2 separate regions of the Mus musculus genome follow, and region 2 is linked to region 1. Evidence: chromatin contacts called from public HiChIP or PLAC-seq data. All regions are on one chromosome and are shown on one strand. The core of a region is the stretch at or near the end of the contact, and the rest is flanking DNA. Distances in the headings are between cores, read along the strand shown.

Region 1 (5,907 bases), core at 2,439-4,938:
TTAACATTTGCAGTGACTAAGCCAGGCTTTGTCCCCTGGTAGCATTGATATTTGGAGCTGGGTCATTCTTTGTTGTGGGGCTACCATGTATGCTGTAGGAAGCTCCTCTGAACTCTGTTCATCCACTGGATGGCTATAGCACCATGGACTCCAGGTGGTGACAAGCCAGATATTACAGGTACTGTCAAGGATACCCTTATCCCAGGAAGAGGATAACCTAATAATACTTTGTATAGAAAGAGCATCCGTTCTCCATTTTTCTCTAGCTCACTGTTGAGGCCTCTGGCAGTGATAGAACTATTTTTGAAAGGATCTAGTTTACAAACATTCATCATTTTATGTCTGCCCTCCCTCCGGGACAACATTTTTTTATCATGAGATATGCAAATTTATAAACTCTAAGCATCATTTTTTGCACATAACTTATATACTGATTTAATGCTGGATTCTATTATTGGTAATTTCTAAGTAATCTAAAGGCTGGCTAAAGGAACTCCGTATAAGTCAGTACTATAGAATGCATCTCTAACTAAATGGGTTTTAGCTACTTTAGGATTTGTCATTTAAAAATTGAAATAAAATATACTAATCTCTCTTGTTACATTCTACCTCAAGATTCTATCCATGGAAATCCACTATTGTTTCTGGAGGTTGCTTCCTAGAATCGAAGAAGGCTTCTTCAGCTTCTAGGCTTATTTCAGATATCATTTACTGCAACATTACTATAACCTCTCCTTACTTCTACTTGAATACCCCATATTTTCAATTTTTTAACTTTTTAAGTAAAAAGTATTCCAATATGTTGATAGTACACCCTGATATCCTTATTGACTTCATCATACGCATGTCCCATCAAACCATCCATGTGGTCACTTTTTAGTTATCTTTATAAATGTAATTTTACGTACAATGGTGTTTTGCCTACATGCATATCTGCACATCTCTTGTGTTCCTGGCTTCCAGAGAGGCCTAGAGCACACCCCAGAGTCTTCTGGAAAAGCAGCCAGTGTTCTTAACCAATGAGCTGCCTCTCCAGCCTCATGCGGGCATGTTTAAACACTGCACTGTTTTCCCCTTTTCATTTAGTCATATTTTGAGATGAAACAGACATAAAAATGTATGGGTATCACAAATTTAACAGGAAACTAAAATTATTTATTAAAACCTTAGATTTTATAGTATCCAAATTTTATTGCTAAAAAATAGCATCTCTATTTTACCATCGTGTCTTGTGTTTAGCATACATGACAGCAAAACAATTTTTGAAATTTAACAAACAATTACAAATTCTGGTTATTAATTTTTCACACATGATTTTGTATAGTTTTCCATAGTTGCATAAAGAAGGCAATATCACCTTGAAAACAAACACAAAGGAATAATAAGATTATATATTGACATGACAGATGAAAAAGGTAGTGGGTCAGAAGATTATATATATATATATATATATATATATATATATATATAACAAAGCCTACAATTTGAAAATGTGGAAATCAAAGTCAAACTACTTAATTACTAACAAAGATGGCAGCCGTGCTTCCTTTTGTCTTTCACAGTGAATGCACCATTAGCACTTTGAACTAAGACTGGGGAATAAACCATCTATAATCTACTGAAAAAGACCATCTGCTTCTATAAATTTTGTTCTCATATACTTGCCAAAGGAAGAGAACGTATTAACAAAATAATGGGCCCTGCTCTGTTAATTGTAGGTTGTTTGCAGTTTTGCTGTTGGTATTAGAATTTAATAAGCCATTCCTTCTGCTAAATTAATAAGCAGCCAAGATTATGTAATAGCTGCTTTCAGCTGCTAATTATTTTCCCATAATTCCTTCTCTACCCCCCAGCCCTCCCCACTTTCTCTCTCTCTCTTTTTGGCTAGGAACACAGAAATGAGACTGCCAATTTGCAAGTCTCCCATAATTTCCAGAGCTACTAACCAACATTAGTAACACATCCAATGAGTTTAAACTTGGGAGGTGGTGACTTAGGCACCCTGAGGACGTAGGTGTTTTGAACACAAAAAGGAAAGGCAGTGTTTAGAATTAGAAGGCCGTTTTTCATTGTGTAATATCATTGCTATCTTTGAACTGGCTAATGACATCTGTTTCTTGTGAGAAAGTACATTGGCATTTTAGAGGCATGTTTCAACAATAAACAGAGAAATTTGGGCCGGGGACCTAAAGACCTACCAAAAGCCAATTCTGCTTTCTATTGACCACTTTAATACTCCAGTATATTTCACTCACACACGTTTGTAGGAAACTTTCCAAGCAGCATAGTATTGCTGAAAAGGGGAAAGTATTCTAGTTTTATTTTTGCTAAACAAAAGCATATACAAAATGACCTCAAATTCCTAACGTATAAGATCCTATTACATTGGCACTCTAAGACATAAAAATGAACATTGATGTCTAATAAGGGGGTTCTTTACATTAAGTAAACACAGCTTCGCTAAAAGTGTAGCATCTTTTTTTTCTTACATTAGTTAATTTACAATTCCTGTTTAGTAATCTCTGCAAAGAAAGGCATGCCCAATGAATACTCTGTTCTGGCTTTTGTTGTAGGGACAGAGGTGACAGTAGTAATGAGTAGCATTTGACAGGGGAAATCCATGGCTGTCCAAGCAAGGTCACCTAATCCTGTGGATCTCCATTCCCCTTATCTATAAAAGATGAGTTGAACTCGATGATCCATCCATTCCACCATTCAAATAAAACACAGACATCCATCATACGCCCAGACTAAGTCAACATTTCAGCTTTTTAACAAGTCTATCATCATTTTATAATTTTATTAGACAACTCACATTTATCAGTAGTGTTAAAACCAGGCAGAGAACTAGGTTGTTAAACGAATAAAATCCAAGGTGCGCTAAACAGAAGCATGTGGGTAAAAGAGGAATTCGTTGTTCCGGGGCTTTAGGGTGAGGCTTTATAGATGTGACATTAGAGGAAGGACATGCCAAGGCGAGCGAGTCATCAGCCAAGGCTAAACTGGAACCCGGGATGGGGAAGGTGCGGGCGAGACCGTGAGAAGGAAGCGGGATCTAAAAGGACTAAGCGCTGTCTGGATTTTTTTTTTTTTTTTTTTTTTTTTTTTTTTTTTTTTGCAGCAGAGAGCGGACTACAACTCCTCCAGTCCGCCGCACTGCTGGGGGAAGCAAGCCCTGAAGAGAGGCTCTAGCAAAGCTTGTGGCGAGAAATGTCTAGGTTAGCTGGGGCTGGAAAGGAGGGGCCTCCCTGCAAACGCGGGCACGAGCACCGCGACAGCGCTGACTTGTTTTCCCCTGAGTTGCAGCACTCCTGTCCTTGGCTCCCACCATCATCGCCGACTGTCACACCTCCCCGCCCAACCCTCTGGAGACCCACGGAGTCACTGGCGCTCGGAATCAGCCCCTTTGCGGTGCGGACCATCCTTTAGCCTGCACCACGGGGTCAGCTAAGGGCGCCGCGGAGCCCCATCACCCTGCCACGGAAGGAGCCAGGACAGCCGCGCGCGCCGCGTCCCGGCAGCACAGCCCGAAGTACGCAAGCGCGCTGGCCACAGCCTAGGCCGCTTCCGGGTCACGTGGCCAGACTTCCGGCCCTCGCCACGCCTACCCTGCGGTTATTTGACCAATCGGCTTCTCGTTCTTGCCGGCAACAGCGCTCACTCTAGAGGCGGTTGGCGCCCCCTCGGCAGCTTGGCGCGCGGTCTCCGGTCCGCCTCTCCGCTCGCCGCAGCCCGGGCTCCTCCTCCGTCCAGCCTCCAGGGCGGGATCTGTCGGCTCGCCCTACCCTCGCAGCCTAAGCCTGCCCTCCACCAGACGGGTCCCCTCCCCGCGGCACCACGGCTTCCCTTCCACAGCACGGCGACGGGGGCTTCCCCTCAGCAGCTGCCGGCGCCTCAGTCTCCGCGGCCAGCCCAGCTCCGCCGCGTCCGCGGCCCGCCGCCGCCGTAAGTGCTGAAGGAGTCCGCTGAGCTGGCAGGGATGGAAAGAGGGAGTGATGGCTGGGACGCGCCCCCCGCCGCCCCGTGAGCGCCCCGACGACCCCACCCCGAGTCCTCCCGGGGCGCCGCGCCCCGAAACTCACTTCTGCCGGCGGTAGCGCTCCGCTCTCCACTCGGCAGCGCGCCGGTGATGCAGGGGAACCGGTCCTAGGTTCCGCGGGGACCCCGCGGCACCTGTGGTTCGCTGATCGCCTCAAGTTTGACGGGGCGTTTTGGGGAGGGGCTGGGGTGACGGCGACCGAGGACTTGGCGCCCCTGGCGGGCCAGCGGATGCCATTGTCTCTGCTCCACTCCTTGCCGGTCACCTCGCCCAGCTTTGGGTACTGATGGAGTGTAGTCCCGGGAGGAGGGGAGGCGTCCGAGACTGCGGGACCCCAGGGATGCTGGACCAGAGCCCACTCCAAGGCTGAGCTCATTGTTGGGTTTTTTGTTTTGTTTTGTTTTGTTTTTGTTTTAATACCAATCTGGAGAAATTGTTGTCCCGGGATTTGCGGCAAAAATCAAAGCGAGGGAAAAGGAATACTTGTGCCGCGGGTTTCGTCCCATGTTAGCACATCATTTGTTTTGAGGAAAATGCTTGGTTTCTTCGTCCTCCAAAGTGGTAGGGCGGATACTGGACCCCGCTACAGATAGCCTAGAGCACACCCCAGTCATTAGCAAACCATCTCTCCTGGTCAAGATTTAAGAAAACCGATCGGTCCCTTCCCCAAGTTCTGATAACGGTTTGCGTTCAATGTCCAGTTCTTTCGATGCCGTTCTTTTCGATGCCGCTGTCTTCAGGACTTACAAGGGTGGCACTTTGCTCTCAATGAATTATATAGTGTTGTGTGGGGTAATAGCCAATTTTAACTTTATTAAAGTTAAATGGCTACGCCATAAATATCCGGATGTTTTCTTGATGCCTTTTTGGGATATTGCGAGGTGGATTTCCTGTCTAGAGCCAATTTGATTTTATATTAGTTACGTAAATTCCTCCTCCGGGTGTTCAAATTTAAGGTTGTGTGGTGAATATTAAGAATCGCCCTTGGGTGGATCTTACTTGCACTGTCACTGTTAAAGGAACTTAAAAAGGTTAAAACAAAACACCTATCCAAATTTTACCTTCAAATTAGCTTTACAATACAGCTCGCTTTTACCAGTTGAATTATAAAATACATGCCTTAGAAAATATAGACTGACCAACAGACATGCAAATACTAAGTAAATCAATGCAAATTAGCTTCGGTATAAAACATACTCAAATCCAGCATAACATTCAAATGTGGTTTTTGTTTTAAAAGAAGTATTCTGTGCACTGTCCCAAAAATTTGTTGTTTTAAATTAAATATCTTGTGTCTCGATATGAGTAACTTTGAATAAAGCTTTTTAAGCGTGTATTCTCTTTTACATACATTAACTCAGTTCTTGAGTGCTTGTTTGTGTTGGATTTTATGAAATGCAAACATAAAAATCGGGCTTTTGTCTTTAAAATGTGTTGTTTGTGAGATCTTTTTGATTAATATTGTGATTTTGCTTAAAATATGCTAGCATAAATTGAAGGGAATGCTTTAAATGACAAGCAGTTTTTCTGCAAGAAATTCAGCCTGGAACTAGAATAGCCTCAGGGTGAAAAATAGTAGGTCTCCTCTTCCTAGACATGTAAATCAACATCCTAAATCAACTACCTGATGTCTGCATTTGCCTTTAATGCACATAGAGTGGTGGAGTGTGGAACAGGTAGAAAATTGTTTCTTGAAATTATCAGAGTTTTTGTTCTTCAAAATTTTCACTCCAGCTTACCACCTGTTCTGATTTCCACACACTCTTCCACACTTACCTACATATAGTAAGATCTTTCCAATAGAATTTCCTGCTATTATAACCTGCGTAGAAATGTTGATGGCTTATTGATCATGTGTCAGGGTGTTT
Region 2 (5,907 bases), core at 2,306-4,805, 380 kb before region 1:
TACGAAATACTTTTCAATAGTTAGTTACTCTTACCTTTAAAAAATCCTTATTACAATAGAAGGATGTAAGTACTATTTAGCATTTCTCTCTCCCCTCACCTCATTCTCTCTTTTGCTCTCTGTCTCTCACTGTCTCTCTATGTCTCTGTCTGTCTGTCTCTGTCTGTCTGTCTCTCTCTGACTCTGTCTCCGTCTCTCACTCTCTCTCCTCACACCTCCTTTCTCCAATAACTCTTACAAATGAAAGAACTGACAGAGTGGCTAACTTTCCCAAGGCTACATTAACAAATGGCAGAGTTAGAATCTGAGCAGAGGCCATCTGGCTCCTTGAGACCAGGCTCAGATCTGAAGAATTGAGAGGCTCCATTTTCTTCATTGGGTTCCATCCCCAGTCCTCCCAACCACACCCCTACACACACACACACACACACACACACACACACACACACACAGAACAAGAACCAATTGACAGAGTTGCCTTGAGTCAGTAAAGAGATTAACAAGGAAGGTGGAGGAAAAGCAGTGAGCAAATTTGAAGGACTTTTCACTTAAAACAACACATTGCAAGCATCCTAAGAGCTCAGTATAAAACAATTGGAGAGTGAAGAATCATACAAATAAAACAAGAATCACTCGGCAGTCTTATACATGATGTTTTGATATAATTCTTCCCAATGTCTTTTTTCTTTGTCTTCCTTTACAGGATTAAAAGTTGACCTTTTTGTATCTTTTAACATCAGTATGTCATGTAAACATTTTGTGATATCACACAGATAGATGCCCCTCCAAACATCAGGTCGTACTCTGCAGACACTACCAGGCCTCTGGTCAGTACATTTTTTCAAGAAAGTCTGGTAATCTCGAGGGAACAGAGTTTCTGCTTCTTCATGTGCCTCCACCAATTAGCTCAAATGAAACAAAACACCCCCAACTACCCAGAAAGCAGCATGTCTGGTAACACACAAGCGCATCTTAAGTATCTACTTTTGCAGGGTCCTATACTTACAATGAGTTAATGCAAATGGATCCATAAACCTAAACTCTTAGCAACTCTTTTCATATGCTATTCTGGAACAATAATTCAGGCTGGCAAGATGGTTCAGAGGTGTTCAGATCAGATCAGTTGGTTCAGATGGCATGTGCTGCTCTTCCAGAGAACTCGAGTTCAGTTCCCAACACCCATGTTACAGGGCTCACTTATGTAACTCCACATGTAACTCCACATGTAACTGCAGCTCCAGGAGATTCAATGCCTCTGGCCTCCTTGAGCACCTGTATTCGTGTGCACATACTCACACGCAGGCACACATACCTACATATAATTAAAAATAATAAGGATTTTAAAAGAAGGTCAATTCACTCTAGGTCATAAGAGAATGTGGTTTGGGGGGGGGATGAGGTTCTAACATAATTACAACATTCATCTCTCTTTTTTCTTCCCTTTAAACCCTCATTGTTTTCTTTCAAATTCATGGCCTCTCTTTTTTCCTTTGTAATTAATCATTCCACTCATTTACACCTCAAATGATATCCTACTTCCTGGTTACCCCTCCACAAACCCTTCATCCCACATCTACCCTCTCCCCTTTGCCTGTATGAGGGTACTCCCCTACCCACTCTCTCTTGCCCCACTGCTCCAGCAACCCCTATGCTGTGGCATCAAACCTCCACAGAGCCCAGGGCCTCCCTTCCCATTGATGTTAGAAAAGTCCATATGCATATATGTCTACATACACACATACATACATAAATGCACACATACATACACACACATCTGAACTACAACTTTCTCAGTCTGTACAAAGTTACTTTTATGGATGTTTTCAGGGTTGACCACTGGTATTGGATAGCCCCCACTCTCAGCATTCCTTAGCTGACTGTAGTTCTTTGGGTAGGATTGGAGGCCCATGAGCTTTCCCCTGTCTGGGATAGCATGTCTATTGGTGTTAGGACTGGAGTCTAGATCTGGCTCACTTTTATGCTTGCCTTATTTATAGAATAAACTAAAACTAAAAACTAGGAGTTCTTCATTCCATTTGCCTGCCATTTCATGGGCTTTAGACTAGGAAACAAGTCTGAGATGTTCAAAGTGACCCAGTCTTCTCCTACCATACACTGAGCTAAACTGTCCTCTCAAAGACTTACAGTCCAGATGCTTCTTGTTTCTCTGATCATTTCAAGTCTTCAAAATTTACTAGGGATAAGTAAGGAAGTGATCTAGTCAGGCCCAGTTTCCTCCCCCTGTAGTTTTCTTTTTTTTTACAACTTACTAAACATGTTCCATGAGTTAGATGGAAAGACTTTGGGGGAATCAGCACCATACCCAATGGTGAGGCACAAAGGGAGAAGCAAGAGGCATGGTGTGTGCTGGAATCCAGCTTTGTCTTCAAATGCCTTTCCTTTTCTCTATTTAAACTAGTCACATTACAGACAACCAAGAGCATGCAGGAGGAAATAGCTGGCTGAAAGACTTTGGCTTTGCTATCAGTTTTACTGTTCTCTGATCACGTGCTGCAGAAACCCATATTACCATTTAAAAACATAGATGATAATGGTTCTTAATAATCTGAGAAGCTCAGGTACATGCTATGACAGAGCCTCAAACCATTATAATACCACAGAGATGTAGAACTCTCTCTCTCTCTCTCTCTCTCTCTCTCTCTCTCTCTCTCTCTCTCTCTCTCTGTGTGTGTGTGTGTGTGTGTGTGTGTGTGTATTCATGTGTGTGTTCATGTGTGTGCCATGAGGCCAAAACATAATGTTGGGCATTCCTCCTCAACTGCAGTCCACTTTGCTTTCTGAGCCAGCATGTCTCACTGACCTGGAGGTCATCGTGTATGCTAGGGAAGCTGGCTACTGAGCCACAGGGTCACTCTTGTCTCTGACTCTCTAGAGCTGGCAATACAATTGCATACCACCATGGGCAGCTCTTTATATATGTTCTGGGGATCAAACTCATACCCGCAAGACAAGCACTTGACCAATTGAATCATAACCACGCCCCTAGATTTAGGGATTTTGTATACAATATTCCCTAGGACCTCTTTCCTGGGTAACTGGAAGAGAAGCATGGATTTTCCTAGGCACACTCCATGTAAACAAGAAACTCTCACTGTTAAGTGACCATTGCAGAAAGTATGCACACAAGTCTTCATCGTGGACAAGAAACTCTATGGGACTCTTTGATCAAATCTGGCCTTCTGTCTCTTTCGGTATGGCCATGAACTACTAATGTTTTTTACATTTTAAATTGTTGGGGAAAAGCCAAAAAAAGACTAATATTTATGGGATGTGTGAAAATTACACAGCATTCAAAGTTCAGCATCCATAAATAAAGTTTTACTGGCACATGGGCATGCCCATATGTTTACATATTATCTATAGCTGTTTTCATGCTACAAAGCAGAATTTAGTGGTTGCATTGGAGACCCTATAGTCTTCCAATCCTCAAATGTTTATCATCTGGCCATTACAGAAATGTTTGCCAAGCTCTGGCCTATGTGCACTGAATATCGGAACACAGCTAATGTTCTTGTGTTCTTTGCTTGTCCCCATCAAAGCTGTTCATTCCATCTTTAAATAGAAGTAAGCCTGCCTTCCATCACACAACACTGCTTATTAGCCTTATTACTTCGTAATAATAAAAACATTTGGCCACTGAGCCCTGCCATTGGGCTTCTAGTACCAAGCTATTACTGTTCAGCACGCTTAGTCAATTTAGCAGCACACTGAAGTACTAAGTTGGCATTTCAGGCTCTGCTTCACACTATGAATGTAAACATTCCTGACCAATGAGGATTTAAAATATAACTTGAGAGGAAAAATATGCCCCCCAAAAGCCCTTAATGAACATGGCAATGATTTCTGCATAGATCTTTGTGAAGAGCTCTTAGAGTTGATGGCAGTAGATCAATATATGAAGTGCTGCTACCACAATACAGACAAATGTATGCGCCTTTCTAATTATAACTCTCTTCTATGGAAATATAGGCCTGAAAGCAAGAAGTCATCAAGTATAATTTCTTTCACTTAAAGAAGACACCAAAGCCAGGAGAAGACCCATAGTCAGTTAGCTGACTCTCCCAGAGCCTAAGGCTCTGGATGCCCAATCAGTGATGATTTCCTATGACTGGCCATTGTTTTATTTTTGAGATTATAATTACATTTCTCCCTTGCCTTTTCTCCTTCTAAATCATCTCATATTCTCTCCACTCTTCATCAAATTCATGGCCTTTTTTTTCATTAATTTTTATTTCATGCACATATATTTTAATATTGGATAAAATACATATTGTATAGGAATATATAATATCCTAAATATAACCTGTTCAGTCCATATAGTGTCCTGGGGATACAAACTTGTATAGATGTTGTTTTTAAGGCTGACCATTTAGCACTGGACAACCAATTGGTGTGCTCTTCCTTCCCTGGAGTAGACCACCTCTCCAAATTCCAGGTTTCCCCAGCTGCCCATTATAGTCCTTTGTGTAGGGCTGAAGCCTCAAAGTCTTTTCCCTTTCCACTTTGACATACCCACTGGTGTCCTCCTTGTTCAGCTCACACTTAGGTGACCATGTTGGGAAGACTTTATGGGTGTAGCTTCTGTTATTATAGGAGGCACAATCTCATAGCAAACTCCCCGATCCTCTGTTTCTTATCATCTTTCTGCCCCCTCTTCCACAACGTTCCTTGAGCCTTAGATAGTGTAAGTGTTTTGTATAAAATCTGCATTTTGATTATGTGTGGTTTTCTGTATTGGACTTAATCTATTGCAAAGAGAAGTTTCCTTGATGAGGGGTAAAGACTATACTGTAGGTATAAGAACAAATGCTTATAGATTATTGCTATGGATTTGGCTAGTGTAGTAAATTAGTGATTCTCCTCCTATAACCATGATTCAGTAGTGCTGAGTAGTTAGCTAGTTTCCAGTACCAGGCATGTGTTCCCTTTTGTTAAGTGAGTCTTAAATCCAATTTGAGAGCTGTTGGTTATTGCTGAGGTACATATGCCACTACTGCACCTTCAGTGGTAACGTGCTTTGATAGTCATAGGTGTGATTCATACGCATTATACCCGAGTAGGACTGTTGGTTGCCTCCTTCCTTTGGATGCTAGCATGGTGCCTTCTGGTACCATGAAAAGCCAGTCCCCAGAGAAGGGAGAAAAGCATTGCTCTTTATAGATCCTCATATCTTCCCTAAAAGCACAAGTAAAGGATGCTTAAATACTGACTGTGTTTGTATGCATCCTGTGATACAGGTCTCCTTCAAACTATCATTTCAACCTTCAATTCCATTTTTGTTGACAATCTTGGAAAGAAATTGGGCTCCAATTCTTCCACAATGTGTTTGATCACCTAATGTAATAATAGGCAATATTCACTTAGATAATCACCCAATAATGAGATTTCTTAAAAAACTAGTTTGGGCCGGGCAGTGGTGGCATATGACTGTAATCCCAGCACTTGGGAGGCAGAGGCAGGCAGATTTCTGAGTTCGAGGCCAGCCTGGTCTACAAAGTGAGTTCCAGGACAGCCAGGGCTACACAGAGAAACCTTGACTAAAAAAAATCATATTTATCATATTTAGTTATCATATTTAGTTTGTATCACCATATTTTAGGAAGCATCCCCAAGGGCTAAAGAGATGGCTCAGTGGTTAAGTGTTTGTGCTGCTCTTATAGAAGATCTGGGTGCAATTTCTGCTACCCATACAGTGGCTCACAACCATCTATAACTACAATTCAAGTGGATACAACACCATATATGACTGTCTATAACTACAATTCGAGTGGATACAACACCATATATGAAGCCACCAGCCATGTAAATGGTACACATACATGCATACAGTCAAAATATCCATACACATAAAAAAGATTATAGAACCCAGTATTGCTTATATATTTT

What was found. HiChIP or PLAC-seq counts read pairs in DNA pulled down with a chosen protein or histone mark.
Region 2: an H3K27ac HiChIP or PLAC-seq map of VIP interneurons shows a contact between it and region 1, with 4 times the contacts expected there. The contact joins the enhancer-like site here to the promoter of Ap1s2 in region 1. A contact is called at or near these places in 13 of 39 promoter capture datasets (the 3T3-L1 cell line, 3T3-L1-derived adipocytes, the C10 cell line and 9 more), 7 of 484 Hi-C or Micro-C datasets (brain, cerebellar granule neurons, cerebellum and 4 more) and 1 of 115 datasets of contacts at active chromatin or transcription factors (VIP interneurons).

Annotation. Positions count from the first base shown.
Region 1 is chrX:163,905,329-163,911,235 of GRCm38.p6, forward strand. Ap1s2 (adaptor-related protein complex 1, sigma 2 subunit) reads left to right here and starts at 3,689. Exons shown (of 6, transcript NM_001290379.1): 1 at 3,689-3,945. It overlaps Gm52456 (predicted gene, 52456), which reads right to left and starts at 4,203. Exons shown (of 2, transcript NR_165469.1): 1 at 4,083-4,203; 2 at 2,782-3,970.
Region 2 is chrX:163,529,551-163,535,457 of GRCm38.p6, forward strand. All of the region lies in intron 1 of Grpr (gastrin releasing peptide receptor), which reads right to left. Among named protein-coding and RNA genes, the nearest start is that of Grpr, 17 kb to the right of the region's middle. Within about 2 kb of position 3,556, at least 1 of the 459 cell types and tissues checked has an H3K27ac peak or open chromatin away from gene starts, as enhancers often do. A contact at or near this core is called in VIP interneurons, where this site is marked.